Regions from separate parts of the Sus scrofa genome. Here region 2 is linked to region 1. The links are chromatin contacts, called in public Hi-C maps. All regions are on one chromosome and are shown on one strand. The core of a region is the stretch at or near the end of the contact, and the rest is flanking DNA. Distances in the headings are between cores, read along the strand shown. Region 1 has its middle 47 kb from the start of TOMM20. Region 2 has its middle 180 kb from the start of IRF2BP2.

What was found. Hi-C and Micro-C count contacts between places; a contact is called where the count stands out from the background.
Region 2: a Hi-C map of liver shows a contact between it and region 1, with 2.6 times the contacts expected there. The contact joins two enhancer-like sites. A contact is called at or near these places in 1 of 5 promoter capture datasets (liver), 18 of 47 Hi-C or Micro-C datasets (alveolar macrophages, embryonic fibroblasts, epiblast stem cells and 9 more) and 2 of 2 datasets of contacts at active chromatin or transcription factors (alveolar macrophages and skeletal muscle).

What each region holds. Positions count from the first base shown.
Region 1 is chr14:56,156,555-56,163,022 of Sscrofa11.1, forward strand. No RefSeq gene overlaps it. Among named protein-coding and RNA genes, the nearest start is that of TOMM20, 47 kb to the left of the region's middle. Within about 2 kb of position 2,532, at least 40 of the 83 cell types and tissues checked have an H3K27ac peak or open chromatin away from gene starts, as enhancers often do. A contact at or near this core is called in liver, where this site is marked.
Region 2 is chr14:56,358,809-56,364,966 of Sscrofa11.1, forward strand. No RefSeq gene overlaps it. Among named protein-coding and RNA genes, the nearest start is that of IRF2BP2, 180 kb to the right of the region's middle. Within about 2 kb of position 1,508, at least 11 of the 83 cell types and tissues checked have an H3K27ac peak or open chromatin away from gene starts, as enhancers often do. A contact at or near this core is called in liver, where this site is marked.

The DNA of each region.
Region 1 (6,468 bases), core at 1,282-3,781:
GGACTGGAGTCACTTTTCTCATACACGTCCACCCAGCAGAACCAGAAATCAGGAGGCAGGGAGTTCCTGTTGTGGCTCAGTGGTAATGAACCCGACTAGGATCCATGAGAATGTGGGTTTGATCCCTGGCCTCGCTCAGTGGGTTAAGGATCCGGCATTGCCCTGAACTGCGGTGTAGGTTGCAGACGTGGCTCAGATCCCATGTTGCTGTGGCTGTGGTGTAGGCTGGTGGCTACAGCTCCGATTCGACCCCTAGCCTGGGAACCTCCATATGCCATGGGTGCAGTTCTAAAGAGAAAAAAAAAAGAAAGAAGAAATAAGGAGGCAAAGAGAAGGGCCTGGTTGGCTGAGGCCAGGACTGCCCAGTGCCCTCACATCTCCTTGGAGGAGCTGCAGAGTCTGGGGTGGGTACCTCTGTGCCATAGGCAGCTGGACTGTGCCGGGCTGGGAGCCTTCGAGGGCAGGACCCTGAGCTTCCCCAGCAGTGCTGGCAGTGAAGGCAAGGCCAGGGAGGCAATAGCGCTTACAGAGACTTGTGCGTAAAAGTGGAATAAAAGACAAAACCCCAGATGAGCCTTCAGTGAGGTGAGGCAGCGGGAAGGGCTCCAGCTTCACACGGTCCCCATCTTTTGTGTCTCCTTCTGCCCCTCTTGCTTTTCCTCAGTCCCTCTGTCACAGAAGCCACCTTGTGGTCTCAGAGCAGGGGAAGCCAGGACGTGTGTGTGTGTGTGCGGTGGGGGGGGGGCTTTCTCAGCAGCCTGGCCACTAAACCTTGAGCCTGAGGCCCCTAAACCCCTCGTGAGGACACCAGGATCGGGACCATTGCTCTGAAAAACCAGATCACTGATTTAAGCCTGGAGCCCAGCAGGGACGTTATGGGTTGGACCGCCGGGTCTGATGCCAGGCTGCCTTCGGGATAAAGCACAGTTCTCCTTGTGTCCATCTATCACAAGCGAACAAGAGTGCCGGCCCCCATCTGCTCCCCAGGGGCCCACGCCCTGCCCGGGTGGCACAGAACCTTGGAGCAAGGGCGGAGCCGGGATGCTGGGGTGGCTGCGCATCTCTTGCGCCTTCTTTCCTCCTTTAGGGTTGGAGTTTTGGGTTCACCCATTCATTCCTTCACTCCTCTGGCAAATACACAGGCCAGAGCGACCGTGTTCACAGCTCTGTGCTGGCCCTGCAGACACTGGTGAAGTCAGTCCCTGTCCTCATGGAGTTTCCATCCAAGTGGGGCAGATGGACAGACGGACTTGGGCCTTTTGCACAGGATGCCGACTACAGCCCTGAAGAGACACCCAGGGGAAGATGCTTAGTCTGGGGCAGAGGGTGGGAGGCCCTTGGACTTGCTGTTACCCTTCCAGAACCTTCCCCGTGGGACGGGCACAGCGCCTCTGCTGCGTGGGGTTGCCAGGAGACGCAGGTGGAATAATCCTTGTGAAAAGCACTTGGATAAGTATTGGCTGTTCCCATAACTCTCTCCTGGGTCCCTAATTATCAGTCACCAGATCAATTTTCTGCCTTCTTCTTTGGATGAACTGATTTAATCGTTCAACTTTGCAAACCACCGGCCTGCAAGACAATTCTGGGGACCTGCTCTCAGCTCTTTCAACACCGCCTCGTTGCTGAATCCGGTTTCCCCACCGATGGCCTATAAAGAGCCTGGGTGGGGGCCAAGCTCCCTCTGCTCTGCGCCCCACGTGTCCTGTGGCCCTGAGCACGCTCCCTCCCGCCCAGCCCCAGCCTCTCAATGCTCTGTCTACGGAGAAATAGTTAAGACTCAGGAAATGAACTCACATTTTTTCCCCTTCCCCTCCTTTTCCAAAACACTGCAGCCTTCCTGGAAGAAAGCAAACAAAACAAGTGTGACTATTTGAAAAATTATTGGAAAACCCATTCTGAACATTGTGGCTTTGAACAGCTCTCTTGGGCGGATGTGTCGCCTTGAGTTTCCTTCTCTCCCCAGCTCATGGTGTGAATGTGGGGAGGGCGGGGTGGGGGGGGCAGTCCGTCTCCTTGAAAGAGGAGCTGGCGACGCCCTGTGAACTGTCCCCCTAAACACCCGTGTGCACCTCACATGTGCGGACGCCAAGCTGAGGGCACACGCGTGTGAGACCCATGTCCACCATGGTCTGCCCGCTCCCAAAGTGTGCACGGCTTCTGCCGGGCACAGAGATCACTGTTTTGGGTTTCTAGGTGTTGCTGGTGGTGGTATAAATAACATCGTGGGCTGTATGGAGATTGAAGGCGGAGCCCGTGCATTCCGGCCATCTGGGCAGGATGCTTTTCCTTGGATGAGAGAAAAACCTGTGCTGTGTTTCAGCTGGAACGCTGCCTCCCAATTAAGGTGACAGCAGATGCTGAAAGGCTCTGTCTTTGCAGGAAGAAGAGGCTTCGTTCTCCAGGCTGGCTGGGGAGAGGTGGCGGGGTAGGGGGTGGGGTGGGGGGAGAAAGCCTTTCAGCTGCTCAGGTGTGGACAGGAAGGCGCTCGGGTCCAGAGAGCCACCTGGAGGTGGTCACCGGTGTGGCGGGCTCAGCTCAGGTCTTCCATCTCGGGCAGTGACAGCCGTGCGGTACAGACACCCTCGGGAGACGTCCTCTGCTTTCATAACAGCAAAGGATTTTTTTTCTGACTCATCTTCAGAAGATTCCCCTCCCCCCCCACCGCCGTTTGAAAATAAATATAATTAGTAACAGGCAGACATACTGTATATAGCCAGCCCTTCCTATCCGGGAGAGTTATAATTAAATGTACATGCTGTCTGCTGTTCACTGTCTGCTAAATGCCACCCGCTTTAGGGAAGCAGCCCTGGGCGGATGCAGGGAGTGAGACCTCATGGGGCCAAGTCCAGCGTCCAGTCGGAGGTGAAGGCGAGACTGCTGGCTGGTGGCAGGTGCAGTGTCCCCTTTGCACTGCCCGCCCCGCAGCCTTTCCTCATCATCGACCTCAAGCTGCTCTGGGAAATGCCTGGCCAGTGCTGGGGGCTGGACCCCTCCCCGGGGCAGAGACATGGTTGCCAAGTACGGTTGTCATGGCAACGAGGTGGCTGCTGCTCCTGCTGCCGATGAAGGCCACCTGAGCACCTGCAGGTGGAGATCTGTCCTCCCTAGGCCAGGGGCCAAGACTGCGTTCCTTTGTTCTCAGCTCCCCGCCGGCGAGGCTGGCACCAAGGCCTAGGCCCCGCCCCGCGTGGTATGAGCTCAGGCAGGTTGTCCCCAGGTAACCCTTAGCTGGCCCTCCTGACTAAAGGGCAGGCCGGGCGTGCGTGGTGGCCACCATCCAGGCCCAAGTAGAGCTCATCTTCTGCTGAAATCAGTGGGTCTGGCGGCCCCAGGAATGCACACACACACCTCGTGGCCATATTCTGGGACCACAGTGCAGCCAGCAGGCTTGGTGACACAGGCCTGGTGACACCGGAGAGGCTCCCACCTCCCGCCTCCCAGCCCTCGGGCAGGCAAGGCGGGGACCGGATGGCAAGTTGGCGGGGCCCTCGCTGGCCTGGATCAAGTACAGCAGGCGTCATCTGAGCCACAGGCACCTTTACCCACGTTTCTCAAAGTGTTTTCCAAGCAAACAGTTGTTTCATAACACCCGTGAGAAGTAGGTGGGGTGACAAAGCATTCTTTGTCCCTGTCTTAGAGATGGGGAAATGGTGAAGCCTGCCGGGCCAGGTGGTGAGGCCAAGAAAGGCATAAGGCTGCCCTCCCACTGGGGGATAGGAGCACAGGGGTCTGGGTCTTCCCGGGGCCTCCGCCAGGCTCTTGGGCTGGAGCCATGGGCTCAGCCCTCACCGACTCCTGGGGGAGGGAGCAGTCCCCAGAGAAGGAGGCTCAGCGATTCTCCTCTGCAGCCACACCAGGAACTTGGTCATTACTCTGTGGTCTGAGGTGTTGACACTGGCCGTTGGTGACCCCAGAAAGTGTCAGTGCACTGTACTGAACTTAGTCTGCTGGAAGTTTCTGGACTCGGGGACGTGGTCAATAAATATATTTTGAACAGCCTGTGCTGGCCCAGGAATGACTCCAGGAGCCAGGGAATTGGTGGTGAAGGAGGCAAACGTGACCCATGGTTTGTGGGGCTCGTAGGAGGTGATCATCCATACATCAAATGAAGAGGAAAATAAACATGCACCATATGGAGTTCTGTTGTGGCTCAGTGGATTAAGAACCCAACTAATATCCATGAAGATGTGGGTTCAATCCCTGGCCTTGCTCAGTGGATTAAGGATCCAGTGTAGTGTAGGTCACAGATGCGGCTTGGATCTGGTGTGGCTATGGCATAGCCTGGCAACTGCAGCTCTGATTAGACCCTTAGCCTGGGAATGTCCATATGCCGCAGGTGCACCCCCCCCAAAAAAAAAAAGCACCATGTAACAGAGGCTGGCTATAGGGGAGGGCAGGGGCAGGACATAGAACAGGAGTCTAATGATCAAACCCCAAATGATGTGGAGGAACCAGACTTGGGCCTTTCAGAGTGGGTAGCAGCTATGCAGAGGCCCCCCAAGGGGAATGAGGGTGGCCTGTTGAATGGTTAGGCAAAGGATCCTGGGAGAGACAGCATTGAGGGCAAGCAGGCGCCTGCCCTCAGTGGCCTGGCCCTGGTCATTGGCCATAGGGCCAGGCAAGGAGGCCTGTAAGTGATCCGGGGTTTCTGGGAGAGGCGGTGGGCTGGATGCAGCGCCTATAGGAGGGAGGGGTTAAGGATGACTTCGGGTGTCAGCTTGAACTGGGGATGGAGCTGTGGATCAAGATGGGGAGGGCTTAAGAAGAGCACAGTGTTGGACATGTATTCGTGAGATGCTGCCTGGCTGGCTGCAAGTGGGGCTTGGGTATTGGCGTTTCTTAGATTCTCCCCCTGAGATCATGGAGAGAGGATGGAGGGATCCACTGCAATTGGTTTTGAATTCACTGGAGCCTTCCACTGCTCATACCACATACATACCTACAATTTTTTTTTTTTTTTTTTTTTTTGTCTTTTTGCCATTTCTTGGGCCGATCCCATGGCATATGGAGGTTCCCAGGCTAGGGGTCTAATCGGAGCTGTAGCCGCTGGCCTCTGCCAGAGCCACAGCAACACGGGATCTGAGCCGTGTCTGCAACATACACTACAGCTCACAGAAACACTGGATCCTTAACCCACTGATCTAGGCCAGGGGCTGAACCCGCAACCTCATGGTTCCTAGTTGGATTCGTTAACCACTGTGCCACAATGGGAACGCCATGTCCCATATTTTTCAAGGAGGGTCAGACTCTTGCATCCTGAGCTGGGGGAGGTCTCTGTTACCATCGATTTACATGCAGAAGGAGATCAGCCAAGATGGGGGTATTGTGATGTGGAGAACAGTGTACCCAGCCTTCTTGTCTCTTCCTGCCCAGCCCACCTCTGTTCATAGCCAAATCTTTGCTCATTTGTCCTTGGGCCTCATGATTAGGCTGATCTTATACCTGTGGATGAGGAAGGACCAGAGTCTTGCTTGTCTTTTGATTGATAAAACGGAATGGCAAAAGTTTAGCAATTTCTTCTAAGGAGAGGCATTTGAAGAGCTTGAGTCCATGTGAGCAGCAAGGGTCACTGGCCAGGAAGGGGTCATTGGGCAGAAGGGCTGGGATTCTTTGTGCCACTGACTTGGCCACAGCTTCAAAGAACTTGTTGTTTCTCTCCCGTAGTATAACTTGGAAGCAAAAAAAGTTTTTCTTCAGAGAAAAGAGCCCAAGTCCCTCTTGGGCCCGCCTACTGCATCTCATTGTGGGTCAGCTCGCAGCCATGTTGGCAGTAGAAGTTCCAATTCTGGGTCTTCAAGGAATTGTTTTGGAGCAAAGGATGTATAATATTTATATCTATAGGAATTTCCTGACATTTTCCAAAAAGCTTTACAATGTGGCATGGGGTTTCTATTTTGGATTTTACACCGGAAGTTTACTTGCTGATATTCTAAAAGCATTGAAGTCAGGAGTTCCCTAGTGGCCTAGTGGTTAAGGATCTGGCATTGTTACTGCTGTGGCTTGGGTTTGATCCTTGGACTAAACCCGTGAACTTTGGCATGCCACAGACATGGCCAAAAATAAAAAATAAAAAAATAAAAACATTGAAGTGGATTCAGGGAAATTGGTTCTCATATCCCAGGAATTCCTTGGATAAAATCTCAGAAGTTCACCATCAGGATCACATTTTCAATAGGACAGAACCACTATCACTTGCATTTTATTTTAAGCTCATATAGTGCTAATGGCCTAAATGTCCATCAATGGATGAATGGATTAAGAACATGTAGCACATATATAAAAAATGGAATATTGCTCAGCCGTAAAAAAGAATGAAATAATGCCATTTGCAGCAACATGGATGCACCTAGAGATTCTCATACAAAGTGAAGTAAATCAAATACTACATGGTGTCACTTATATGGGGAATTATGACTCAAATCAACATGTCTATGGAACAGAAACAGACTCACAGACATAGAGAACAGA
Region 2 (6,158 bases), core at 258-2,757, 200 kb after region 1:
TCAACAGGGAGCTTCCAAGATCAATTACCCGGGTGTTCACATCCAGGGGATGGACAGTAAAAGACAAAACAGGGGAGAAACGCCCATTGGTCAGAACTCATTTTGGCCAGAATACATTCCATTGGCCGGAACCCAGTCGTATGACTTTACTTCACCACAAGGGATGCTGGGAAATCGAGGCCAGCTTGCCCAGGAGGAAGGGAAGATGGGCTTAATGAGCAGGTTGTCAGAATCCCCTTGTGACCAGGAGGGGCTGAGGGTGCCCCCAGGAGGGAGCCACTGAGCACCACGGCATCCAGCATTGCGGGGGAGATGGTGTGCTTGGGCCAGTGGTATCTCATCTTGAAACTCCTGCATTGTTCCCATGTTGGACAATTCAAATACATTTGACAGGGCAGTTTTCAACTTAAAATAGTAAAATAACAAGAACGAGTACTTTAGAATTTTCTCCATCGTCTTAACAGTCTCTTGTAATTTTTTGGAGTTCTTTCTATTTATGATTTCCGAACTGCTGGTCTGGCTCACCCGAAATGGTTTTGTTCATGAGTTGTTTGTCTCCCAAACTGCTCCCTGCGCCCCTAAGGGAAACCTGTGCGAATTTGTCCTTGACTTTATTCGTATTTGGAAATGAAGACTGGAAGGGGATGAATTAAAATTCCCCACCTCTGAGCAAATAGGGTGGCTTGGGTCCTTTTCCTCAGAAATAAGAGTCCCTGGTCACTAAAGCACAGACTCTGGGAACCGACAGCAAGGCGCCCTCCAGCGGGGGGGTGGGAGGGGTCCTTCCAAATGCATTCACCTCCTTATACCTCATTGTCCCAGTTTACACAGGAGGATAAAAACACCCACCTCCCAGGACTGTGGCGAGAAGTAGGGGTGGTGGTGCCTGATGCACAGGAAGCACGAGAACTGGTCTGTGCCATTGCTATTGTCAACTCGCTGGATCTCAGCTGTGCTCGGGCCACCTGGGTAGAATTTACACCAGTGGCTCTGAATCTGTGCATTTACACTCGGAACAAAGGTGTGGCTGGGTTGGGGGTTGGGGTGGGGGGCACCCACAGGCCCACTGCAGAGGCATCTCCCTTGAAACAAACCCGGCTGGTTCCAGCCCTTGCCAAGCTGTGACTCAGTTTCCCCATCTTAAGGGGGGACAACGGAGACAGTTCTGAACTTGTTGGTAAAAACACGTTGAGAACCTTGAAATAAAGATGGCATTTAGTACGAGTTCAAAGCGTCATGTACTGATTTTATTGCCCCTTTTATAACTGAGATTTGTCTGTTTACTTGGCTGACAAACCCAAGCCAGAGCCATAAAATCACTTTTATGCGAGCGCCTTTCACACACACGGTGTACCAACTGCACGCTTCAGGTAATGCGGAAGGGCCATTACTCCACACGGTCCCGGAGACCACCGGTGGTTGGGCTCCCTTTCCTCCTGCCCCAGGGAGTGGATTAACTCAGCACATGTTGGATCCATTCGTTAGGATGGCCCAGCGCCAGATCAATCGTGTTTCTCAACCCATTGCTCTTTCTGGTGAGGTCAGAGTCTATCTGTCACCACCCTTGGTTCTAGAGTCCCGTGACCCGAAACCACAGGATTAGAGGATCTTCACGTTGGAAAAGACCCTAGAAGTTGGTGTTAACCTCCCCCGCCCCACTGGGTAGGGGCCTTTCCGAAGCCTCCCAGGCAGGTTGTAGCACCATCTTTGCTGGCAAACATGGAACCCACTCTCTCGGTTTGGGGAGACATCCCATTCTATCGTTGGATGGATCCGGTTGTAAAATGCTCTTCTTCACGGCAAACAGACACGTGGGCTGTGCTCAGGTGGGTCCCAGGATGCGTTGCTTTCCCATCTGGCCATGGAAATTACGGGAAGGCTGAGAAAGCCCTGGTGGCCCAAGGTCTTTGAAGCCCCTGGGCAGGAATGAAAGAAGCACAGAACGCAAGGGGCATCTCCCATCAGGTTTTGCCTGGACTCAGCTTTACAAACCATAGCAAGTGGCAGCCCTGTTATATGAGTCGACACTTAGGCTTAATTGACAGGGATCCAATCTGCACCTACTGCTCTTAGTCTAGATCGGGAAGTGCAAGCCCCCACATTCTGCAAGCACAGGGGAAGACTCTTCAGCATCTGTCTACCTCAGCAGGGCTTTGAAAGTGAATGGTCTTGTTCTCAAAGCCACTGAGTAAATCATTTATTCGGTTGCCATTCAACAAAACTCCATTGTGTAAACGGCCCTGCAGGAGAAGGGAATTCAGATCCTTATGTTTGAGAAACTTACAAACTGCTTAAGGAGAGAGGAAATTTTACCTGGACAAGATTGTTATACCCTTGACTCATCTCATTGAAGTCTCATCTCAGGGTTTTGGAGAAAAACAGCGTTGGTTCTCTATTCTTCCTCTCTCCTTTGGTCTTTGGGTATCTCACACACACACACACACACACACACACACACACACACACACACACACACACACACCACAGAGTAGAAACCAACTTCCTTTTGCTTGGTAGCCCCCTCACCCCAGGGACATAGAAGGTGAGGGGAGATGGGAGCAGGTGTTGGGTTGCAAGATAGGCAACCTGATTCAGCTGGAGGTCCAGCCTGAGAGAGCTGGTTTGGGGTCAGACAGTGGTAACCAAACCCTGGACTTGGTGGTCAGATGCTTTTAGGGAACCTGGGATAATTGCTCTGGAAAGCGCTGTGGAATACATGAATAAGTGAAGACATAAAAGCATCTGGAAGCCTCCCCATGTCTATACACGGTCCCAAGGCTGAGTCATAACCCATTCTCACCTTTCCATGCAGAATGCTTCCGTCTACGTGGTTCAGGAAAGGGGATTTTTCTTTTCTTTTTTTTCTTTTTAGGGCTGCACCTGCAGCATATGGAAGTTTCTAGTCTAGGAGTCGATTCGGAGCTGCAGCTGCTGGCCTATGCTATAGCCGTAGCAACGCCAGATCCAAGCCACATCTGCAACCTACACCACAGCTCATGGCAACGTCAGATCCTTAACCCACTGAACAAAGCCAGGGATTGAACCCATATCCTCATGGCTACGTCGGATTTGTTTCTGCTGAACCACAATGGGAACTCCAGGGAAGGTGATTTTTAAAACCAAAATATTCTAGAGACAGCTCTTGCCATCTCTCAGACCTGGTCCTCAGACCCTTTTCTTGAAAGAGGTTTTAGAGAGCAGAATATTCGAGACCCGAGGTCTTGAGGGATTCTTTCTCTTTTACTCTCTCAACAAAGACAGGCAGAGGAATTTATTATTATCCATTTAAGTTGATTGGTGTCCAGGAAAATCTGGCGAGTGCAGAGATGCTTAGCTAGTTCCTTTTCGTGTGAGCCCAAAGCACTTGGGGAAAATTTTTCTATTCATAGTGTCCAAGTGAGGCAAGCAGACGTCAAGAGTTATCATTCCATTTAACAGATGGAAAATTGGAGGGGTTCAGAACAAGTTGAGAACACGGCTCAGGAGAGAAGCCATCTCTCTCTGCCCGTATAAGTCAGCGAGTTACCATACAAATGGCCACAGTCACATGCTCTTGGGACATGCCTTTCTGAGGTCAGCTTTCCCTGGTCAGTGTCCCTCCTCAAGCCAGATGGAGGGGGTGGATCCTGTTGGGCTTCAAGTTCCCTTTAGGGAGATAGAACTCCAAGCGTCTGGCCAAGACAGGAATTGCCAGACCCTTATCATCACCCCTCCTGTCTCATTGTAGTGCTCCCTCCCCCACCTTGAGCAACCAGGTCTACTCCTTCTTGCCCCTACTAGGAAAGGTATATGGCCCACTCCTCGCCCCACCCCTATAGGACCTTACATGCTCCCAACCAACCAGCAAGCGTATCCTAAGACTCCCCTCTTTCCCCAACCAATCAGCAGGTCAGCAGATATATCCTGAGACATCTCCTCTCCCTGGGCTATTAAAACAGACATGACCACACGTTCAAGGATTGGTTCTCCCCGATCATCAGCAAGTCAGCCTGCTTTGCTTGCAGCATCTCTTATCTCAATAAACTCTACTTTCTCTCCCCTCGCCATGCTCAATAAACTCTTCTTTCTTTTCACCCCGATACGAGTCCAGAAATTATTTTGTGACCCGTGTGCACAGACCACAACAGGTCCAAAGGCATCTATACTGTCTCCTGGGTCTTTCTAAGTGTCAGGGAGCAGGAGGGTCTCTCTAGTGTGGCCCCCACAGCATTGCTCCAACGTTGTCCATAACCTCTTGACCATCCATGTTTATCGCACACTCTTCATCTTTGCCGTCATCCTCTTGGGCCACCAAGTCTGAGCGCACCTTTCCCAGAGCGTTCTGCCCCCCAGCTCACGTTTCCCCAGCTAGTTTTCTTGGTGGCGGCAATTCATCCCTGGCTACTCGAGAGAATTAGCCTTAAAAAAAAAAAAATACACATGTTGGAGTTCCCACTGTGGCTCAGTGGTTAACAAATCTGACTAGGAACCATGAGGTTGTGGGTTCGATTCCTGTTTAAGGATCCAGCGTTGCCAGGAGTTGTGGTGTAGGTTGCAGATGCAGCTCAGATTCTGCATTGCTATGGCTGTGGCGTAGGCCGGCAGTTGTAGTTCTGATTCGACCCTAGCCTGGGAGAGCCTGGGAACCTCTATATGCCAAGGGTGTGGTCCTGAGAAGCAAAAAGAAAAAAAAAAAAATACACATGCTTGTGTCCTGCACCCAGAAATGTTTCTAGTGGTGGAGGTGGTGTATCTGGGAGTTGTCTGCGCAAAACAGGAATTTTGCCCCCTGCATCCTCTTGTTTCCTGGGCTGGGCCTTGGGGGAAAGCTCTCCTGGGCACCAGGACCTGGTGTCACAATCAGGCCATAAGAAACTGAGGCTAATGCTGCTTTTTTCCAGGGCAGCGAACAGGCAACCTCTCTGCCCAGCAAGGCCACCCTGGGCCCCAGCAGGACGACTGGGGTCAGGGACGGGGGCACTGGCCAGGGTGACCCCGGGGGAGGGGCTGGTGTGGCCTCATGCCTCTCAGCCTGAGTTCCTTGGACCCCCTTGGCTTTTCTGATCGTGAGTCCCTGGGCTCCTCTCCTCCCCGCAAAATGCCCAAGGAAAGAATCATACAGAGGACAGGCTCAACTGTGGGAGGCTGGAGCAAAAAGCCAATAAAACTGGCTTTATTTGTAATGTTCCCGTGTTTGTTATTTCGTTATCCCTACCCTGCTTCCTCCAAGCAATGTAACAAGGAAAAGGATTTAAAAAAAAAAAAAACTCCCTGCTCTAAGTATGCATGAACTTCATGGCCTCACTTGATCCTTTACCTCCTTCTTCTCCAGCAGGCCAGTGCATGAATTCCTCTCCCAAACGGTGTGTTTTCCATCCTAACTTTTATGGCATGTCCCTCGATTAATGGTTGACGTATTCATTTTCTCCCCTCCGCCCCCATTATCAAAGTGTGCTTTGACTAACGATTAACTCTCTGGTTAACAGAAAGAAACCTGTTAATCATCTACAAGCCCTCGAGCAGGAAAATCATTCTTTGTAACCTTTTCCCAACGGCAGGAGAGCCCCCTGTCCCGAGGCAGCTGACCTTCAACCACACCTGGGTCCCGAAGCTTGCAAAACCCCGACTGTAATCGTGTTACAAGGGCTTATTAGTAAGCCAAGGTCATAAACCCCTGAGGAGCGAGTGACGCTGGTTCTCCCAGCCAGGCAGGGAGAGCACTCTTCAGTCCAGACACCCTAACTCCAGGACCCTATAAAGAGACCAAGCGGCACCTCTTTTTTAAAAAAAAAAAAAATTGTTTTGCCAGTGAGGGCTAATCATTCTCTGTTGTACATTCTTTGTTGCTGGGAGACTCAATGGCTGTACAGGCTGTTCTTTCTCGGAGCCATAGTTCAAAAGTGCTCCTGACCCAAACACACACGTGTTGTAATCCTGCCCTCCCTTGTGTGGGGCCGGCAGACAACTAGCAAGTGTGCAGCCCCAGCCAGACCCAGAGGCTGGAAGGGGGGAACCTTCTTCTGAAGTTAGGTGGGCGGTGCCTTTCTTTCCTGGAAGGAGCTGGAGGAGGAGGGGAAGGGATGGGGCGGGATGCTTTAGGGGGCCCCCTCCTCACCCCAGAGGGAAGGGCTGGAGACCTGTGGCTCACCATCTGGGATGCGATGTGTGCCCCAGGGCTA